Regions from separate parts of the Anas platyrhynchos genome. Here region 1 is linked to region 2. A link is a contact called in public Hi-C data. All regions are on one chromosome and are shown on one strand. Each heading gives the region's core, a stretch centred on a gene start, on an enhancer-like site or on the middle of the called end of the contact. The rest is flanking DNA. Distances are from core to core; before and after follow the strand shown. Region 1 holds the start of DRD5 (dopamine receptor D5). Region 2 has its middle 21 kb from the start of WDR1.

Evidence for each region. Hi-C and Micro-C count contacts between places; a contact is called where the count stands out from the background.
Region 1: a Hi-C map of liver shows a contact between it and region 2, with 2.2 times the contacts expected there. The contact joins the promoter of DRD5 here to the enhancer-like site in region 2. A contact is called at or near these places in 3 of 8 Hi-C or Micro-C datasets (liver, skeletal muscle and subcutaneous adipose tissue).

Annotation. Positions count from the first base shown.
Region 1 is chr4:66,362,954-66,366,564 of IASCAAS_PekinDuck_T2T, forward strand. DRD5 (dopamine receptor D5) reads right to left here and starts at 2,270. Exons shown (of 1, transcript XM_021272378.4): 1 at 1-2,270. The coding sequence starts at 1,905. The coding sequence ends at 442.
Region 2 is chr4:66,135,122-66,138,741 of IASCAAS_PekinDuck_T2T, forward strand. No RefSeq gene overlaps it. Among named protein-coding and RNA genes, the nearest start is that of WDR1, 21 kb to the right of the region's middle. Within about 2 kb of position 1,475, at least 2 of the 8 cell types and tissues checked have an H3K27ac peak or open chromatin away from gene starts, as enhancers often do.

The DNA.
Region 1 (3,611 bases), core at 1,020-3,519, 230 kb after region 2:
CAAAGAAATAAACCCAAAGAGAAATGAAACATAAGACCTGAACAAATGAACAGTCTAGATTTTTTTTTTCTATTTAATGTCTATGCCAGCCCCAACATCTGTCCTTGTTTTTAAAAGTTGTAATACTTAGCACTGACGATGGCAACTTTCATTTGCAAACACATTATAAACACGAACTGACTGCAATTATACCACGATACCTCACCACAGCTAATCAACAAGCCCACCTAGTCCTCTCTCAGGCTGGGGAAGTGCTGCATGAAGTTTGTTCTGTCAGCTCCCTGTGTGACAGTGTCTACATCCTGCAAAGTGCTACACATACGAGTGAGTTTAGCATGAAGTGACTGACCAAACTACAGCATAAAATCAAGCAGGTTTTTCCATTCAGTGCTAATATTTTGTCGTATAATCCAAGCAGAACTGACCATGACAGGACGCAATTTAATGTAAACCATTTGGAGTGAAAGGTGTTATTTTGCCTAGTGAAATCTCTCCCTCGCAGTCCAGCTCGCAGACAGAGTCGGTGGCAACCTCAGGGTCAGGGGAGATCTGGGACATCCTATCAAAAGGGTCCTCACGATTCTCCTCACAGTCAACCACATTTGGGATCATGTTAACATAAGCAGTCACTATCTCCTTGTGGAAAAGGGTGTCCTGGTTGTAAGAGATAAGCTCGTTGCTTATATTAACAGTCTCCACTGGAGTACTAGAGCAAAACTGGCTGCATCCCAGGAGGTTGGAGAAGACCTTCCTAAAGTCAGCATTGAAGGCATAGATGATGGGGTTGAGAGAGGAGTTGGCCCAACCAAACCAGACAAATATATTAAAGGTGGTCTCGCTGACGCAGGGAAGACCTGCGTGGGGGTCGCTTGGTGGGCTCTCGCAGAAGGGAACCATGCAGTTCAAAATGAAGAACGGCAACCAGCAGCAGACAAAGACACCCATGATAACAGAGAGAGTCTTCAACACTTTGGTTTCTTTCCTGATGGAGGACTTGAGGCTTGTGTGATGGTGGCAGTCAACGTGGTTGCTCCGGCAGCTCTGCGCGTGCTCGGCTGCCCTCTCCAGGGAAGAGATCCGACGGATCTGCACCTGGGCAATGCGGTAGATCCGGGTGTAGGTAACTATCATGATAGCCACCGGGATGTAAAAACTGATCAAGGAGGAGGAAATAGCATAAGTCCTGTTGAGGCTGGAGTCACAGCTCTCTGATGGTCCAGAGAGGGTATCGTTGCTGCCGGAGGTCCCATCGGAGGGTGTCATTGCTGCTAATGCCACCCACGTGGTGCTCAAGTCTTCCGCCCAGGTGGTGACAGCACCCGCTGCTGCCCAGCCAGCGCCAAACCCATCTCTGAAATCCCCGACAGCCACAGCAGCAGCATCCCCACCTTTGTGCCAGTTGAGCTGAACGGGGATGAAGGAGATGAGCACGGACAGAGCCCACGCCACACCGATCATCAGCAGAGCCAGCCGCTGGGTCATCTTCCTCTCATAGCGGAACGGGCTCGAGATCGCCCAGTACCTGTCCACGCTAATCACGCACAGGTTGAGGATGGAGGCCGTGGAGCACATAATATCGAAGGCCACCCAGACATTGCAGAAAGCCCCGAAGGGCCAATACCCGGCCACCTCCGCCACCGCCTTCCAGGGCATGACGAGCAGAGCCACGAGCAGGTCCGACACGGCCAGGGACACGATGAAGATGTTGGTGACCTTGCTCCTCAGGTGCCTGTAGCGGACGATGGCCGCGCACACCAACACGTTCCCAAACAGCGTCCAGAGGATGAGCAGAGCGAGCAAACTGCCCGCCGCCACCTGCGCCGCCCCGGGGGCTCCCGACGACAGCCGGACCCCTCCGGGGGACCCCGCCGCGGGCTGCAGCGGGCTCCGGCCGCCCCGCAGCATGGCTGGCGGCTCCCGGTTCCCGGCGGCGGGGCGGCGGAGACCGGGGAGCACCGAGCAGCCAGCGCCGCCCCAGCCCCATAGGGCCGCTGCCCCCCGCCCCGCCGCCCCCCGGCTGCCCTCCGCGGGCTCAGCGCCTCCCCATGCCCGGTCTTCGCGGCTCCGTTTGCTCTTCTCCTTCTCGGGAGCCCCCTGCCCGGCTGTCTCCTGCCCGGTTTCCCCCTGCCCGGTTCCCTTCTCCTCGCTCCCCGCCGGGTGGCTCCGCGCTCCGCCGCCCGAGGTGGCGCCCGCCCGGGCCGCCGGCTGCGATCCCCGAGCTCCGCCGAGCTGCGCCCCCCCCCTCCTGCTCCCCGCCGCCCCCTCCCCGGGCCGGGCCGCCCGCCCCCGCCGCCCTCTGAGCATGCTCGATGCCGGGGACGCCCCGTCCCGGCCGGAGGGGAGCGGGGAGAACGGGATGGAGGGGACTGGGGGGATGCCCCGCACCGCTCCATCACCCCCCCTACACACATACATACCCGCATCCTTGCCCAAAAGAGGCGTCCTGGCCATCACTGCGCCGAGAGCAGCCCCGCCGGGGACTCTTTGGACGGAAAGTCCCCCTCGTCCCATAGAGGGGAGCGGGGCAGTGCCCCCCTCGACCCCGGGGCTGATGGAAGCTGGGGGGCAGCGGGACGGCCGCGTTTGCCCTCTGCAAGGATCGGAGATGGAGCCCAGCTCGGTCACTGCCCCGAGAGGTTCTGGCCGGGATCTATCGCAGGCAGGAAAGCCGGCAAACGACATCGGATTCTCCCTCGTCTCAGCCCTTCCATGGGATCAACCGTGTGTAAAAGCCAGAAAACGGAGCTAGGACCCCTGGCAGCCCAGGTGTGAGCGCTGTGCGGTGGGACTCACCATGCACTAATTTACACCTACGTTTCAGACGACATACTTCAGCGATTTTCGATTAAAATACTACAGACTTAGTTTCTCCCAAACCTATTTTATTTTTAAAATATCTTTCACAGAGATCAAATCTGTTCTTGATTCAACATGCTCTTTTGGCACTAAAAGGGCTGAGAAAGCCACTCTCAGGAGCTATCCAGCTCCAGGCAGGTGGGCAAGAGTCGCTGAGCCTTGCCGGATCCAAAGTGACATGAGGGAGGATACAGTGTTAGTGTTACTAAATACGGAGTCAACAGAATCAACTCTGCAACCTTTTAGGCAATTTTCTAAAATTGTCACAGGAAAAAATGGAGCTGAGCTTCAGCTCTCGCTTAAGAAATTGGCACTACTTTTCCACATTTAAGCAGAGTTATATTTAATATTGGAGGGAGACTATAGCTTTTGTCACCACTGAATTCTAAACAGCATGACTAAAGCAGGGATGCTGAGGCAATGTGTTGCTCACACAAACTCTGCTTTCCTAAGCAGTGCCTCCTACAATTTATGTAAGCGAAGGACCAAATTCCACAGGCACTTGTGCACGTACACACAGAAGCCGCTGGTCCAGAAATGTGGATATTTTATTAAAAAAAAAAAATCTGATTTGCTTGTTTAGCATGTATGCATTGCTCCACCAATGCAGAGATGTGCATAGACATGTAAATGCACTGACACAGTTTATGTAATACATATCTGCATGCATTTACATGCATACAGTCAGTATGTGATATATGTTTAAATAAACATATAGGTAGCTATCATTATGTAATACCACTAATACCAGTACC
Region 2 (3,620 bases), core at 225-2,724:
CTGTTTACACATATAAGCTATTCACAGTTCACATTTTTTACTTGATCTTATGATCTATGTGTCACAGTGGTACTCTACTCTTGAGACTAAAATGTATTCTCCTCAAAAGGATAAACCAGCATCTGATTTCATTTAGAGAGAGAAATTCACTGCTGGAACATCTTTGTTGTCCAGGAACATTTATAAGTGGCTGAATAATTTCTTCCACATCCTCCTTTATTTAACCAGCCCAGATGACAGCAGTCCTAGAATCCTGATCACTGTAAAAAGCCCTTGAAGTCACTTCAGGGAACTGGAAATGCTGGTGCACTGAAAATTCAGGTCTCTTGCAAAAAGGACCAGATAATGTTTGAGCTGCTATCCAAGCAGGAGAATAATAACCCCAACTGTTTAACTGCTGACTTTACTCTTAAAATTAAGGTTTTCTTTTTAACTTCTTTTAGGTATAATCCTTAAAAAGCAAAACTCATACGAAATGATACTTCTTTATCAACAGATCAGGTCAATATCTCTTGACTGTCCAGCTCCATGACAGGAGGAGGAAGTGGTGGGATACTGGAAGCGGAAAACCTTGTGTCCACCAGGAGACATTACTTTGCTGGACATGCCAGGGATATAGTTGGAGAGACCCCAAAGAAAATACTAGGTTTCTGCTGAGCACACAGAATAAGAAAGAGAGAGAGAGACAGAGAGGGAAGGAAGGAAGGAAGGAAGGAAGGAAGGAAGGAAGGAAGGAAGGAAGGAAGGAAGGAAGGAAGGAAGGAAGGAAGGAAGGAAGGAAGGAAGGAAGGAAGGAAGGAAGGAAGGAAGGAAGGAAGGAAGGAAGGAAGGAAGGAAGGAAGGAAGGAAGGAAGGAAGGAAGGAAGGAAGGAAGGAAGGAAGGAAGGAAGGAAGGAAGGAAGGAAGGAAGGAAGGAAGGATTTTTAGTCATTATAAGGTAGATATGTCATAGAATCATAGCATGATTTGGGTTGGAAGGGACCTTAAAGATCACCCAGTTCCAACCTCCCTGCCTGGGCACATACACCTTCCACGAGATCAAGTTACCCAAAGCCCCATCCAACCTGGCCTTAAACACTTCCAGGGATGGGGCATCCACAAATTCTGTGGGCAACCTGTTCCAGTGCCTCAACACCCTCACAGAAAAAAAAATAATATATCCAAATATCTAATCTAAACCTATCCTCTTTTAGTTTAAAGCCATTACACCTTGCGCTATCGCTACACTCATTGACACAGTCCCTCCTCAGCTTTCCTGTAGGCTTCCTTTAGGTACTGGAAAGTGACTATAAGGTCTCTTTTCCAGGCTGAACAATCCCAGCTTCCTCAGCCTGTCTTTGTAGGAGAGGTGCTCCAGCCCCTTGATCATCTTCGTGGCCCTCCTCTGGACTTCTTCTAATGCATCCATGTCCATGGACATGATTTCACTTGGTTTTAGTTTGAAACCTCCTATTTGAGTTCTTAACACTAGATGTCGTTGCCACCACGTCTCCAGGAGGACAGCTGACTCCTGCTGCAGGGCTTTTAGTGCCTTTCTGGCAGAGGCCTGTACTTTGCAGTATTTACAAACATAAACCTTTTGCTCTTGATGCTGTAAAAACATTTGCCATTTTCTTCAGCCTGTTTTTAGTACTATCATTTCAGCCAAGGACTGATGCCTCAGCAGAGAGGATCAGGCAGGGAAGAAAACTTCCTCAGCTAGGAGGAAACATTAATTCCTTAGGAAAATCCCCAACACCCACAAGGAATGTCATATCCCTACACCCTGTCCCTGTGTAATGTTATATTTAACAATATACGTTAGTGGATATCCTCATCTGTGCACGTTGCTGACAGGAAGGCTGGAAGGGCCTCCCGTTGTTAGTTTCACATGCACTGTTTGTGGGGAACCACAGGGCACCATCCTCTTTACACTTGGCATGCCTTGCATTTTTCCATGAGAGTGATGAAGGGCCTTATTCAGCCATGTCAGAATTTCATTGGTGCCTGTCTTCTTCATGTACAGGGTGAAGGATTTTTCAGCCTTCAAAGAAAACTCCCTTGTTCTATCTCGTACTGACCCAGGGGAAAAAAAATAAAGAATAAAAGTAAATAATAAAAAACAATAAAAATTAAAAAGGTTTCTCTAAAAAACACTAGTGAAAGATAAGTAGGAATCAGTCTTCTGCAGTTGGAAGATGGAGCATCATGATGAGGAGAGGTAAAAATGACGTATTGAATCAGTGGAGCATACAGTTAGCCCAGCATCTGATCACTCATCACTAACGAAGTTTTGCTAAAAAGGTGGAAAAAATTGTGATGTTTATGGTTAGGGAATTCCTCATCTCTAGGAAATATTTCCCTCAATACAGTGAATTTATTTCTTTAGAAACTCTGATCTTATGAACAATAAAACTTTCTCATGGTCATAGAATCATGGAATATCTGGTGTTGGAAGGAACCTGGAAGGATAGAATTGTAAAATGATTTGGGTTGGAAGGGTCATCCAGTTTCAACCCCTTACTCCACACAGAGCCACCCCAAAATCAGACAATGCGTCTGAGTGTGTTGTCCAAATGCTTCTTGAATGCTTCTTGTGGCAGGCTCAGTGCCTTGATCACTGACCTAGGAAGCCTGTCCCAGTGCCCGACCACCCTCTGGGTGCAGAACCTTTCCCTAACCCCCAGCCTGACCCTCCCCTGTCCCAGCTCTATGCTGTTCCCTCGGGTCCTGTCGCTGTCCCCAGAGAGCAGAGCTCGGCGCCTGCCCCTCTGCTCCCTTCATGCAGGATGCCATGAGGCCTCCCCTCAGCCTGCTCTGCTCAAAGGCTGAAATACCCCTAACCTGTAGTATTGAATAGTTCTTTAAAATAAGTAACTCCTTAATCTGACTAGTTAGATTTTCATAACCTGTAAAGCACTGAAGCTCAGAATTTCCTACTTAGTTCTCAACCACATTTTGCAGAACACATCAGTAGAAGGATTTTTTTTTTTTAAATGAAAGTCGTGCGTTTCTGAATCCATTTTATTGTGTCCACTTTTGGTCCACATACTACAAGAAAAGTAGATGAAGCAGCCCAGAGGAGGGACACCAAGATGGTCTGTGGCTGGAGCACCTCCCTAAGAAGAGGTGCTGGGGAAGCTGGGCTTGTTCAGCCTAGAGAAGAGATGGCTTCAGGGGAGACTAGTATCAAGTTTCCCATTCATAAGAGACAACTGAGAAGACAGAACAAGGCATTTTATTACAGTACACATTAGGAGAACAAAAGATGACAGTCACAGATTAATGCACGGGCAGTTCAGACTTGATCTAAAGAAAAAGAAATGTCTGTGAGGAAAATTAAATACTGGAACAGGCTGCCCAGAGTGACTGTAGAGGGAATCTCCATCCCTTTAGAGCTGACTGGATAAAACTGTGAACAGCCTGGCATCTTTGACACTTCTTTGAGCAGGATTGCTCTACATTGCACTACAGACTTTATATATTTATATATATATTATATTATATATTATATTATATATATATTAATATATATATATAAATATATTTATATATATATTGCACTACAGACTTTCTGAGGTCCCTTCCAGCCTGAATCCCAGAGGCTGTCTCCAAACTAGAAGTCATGCTGTAACCAGAAG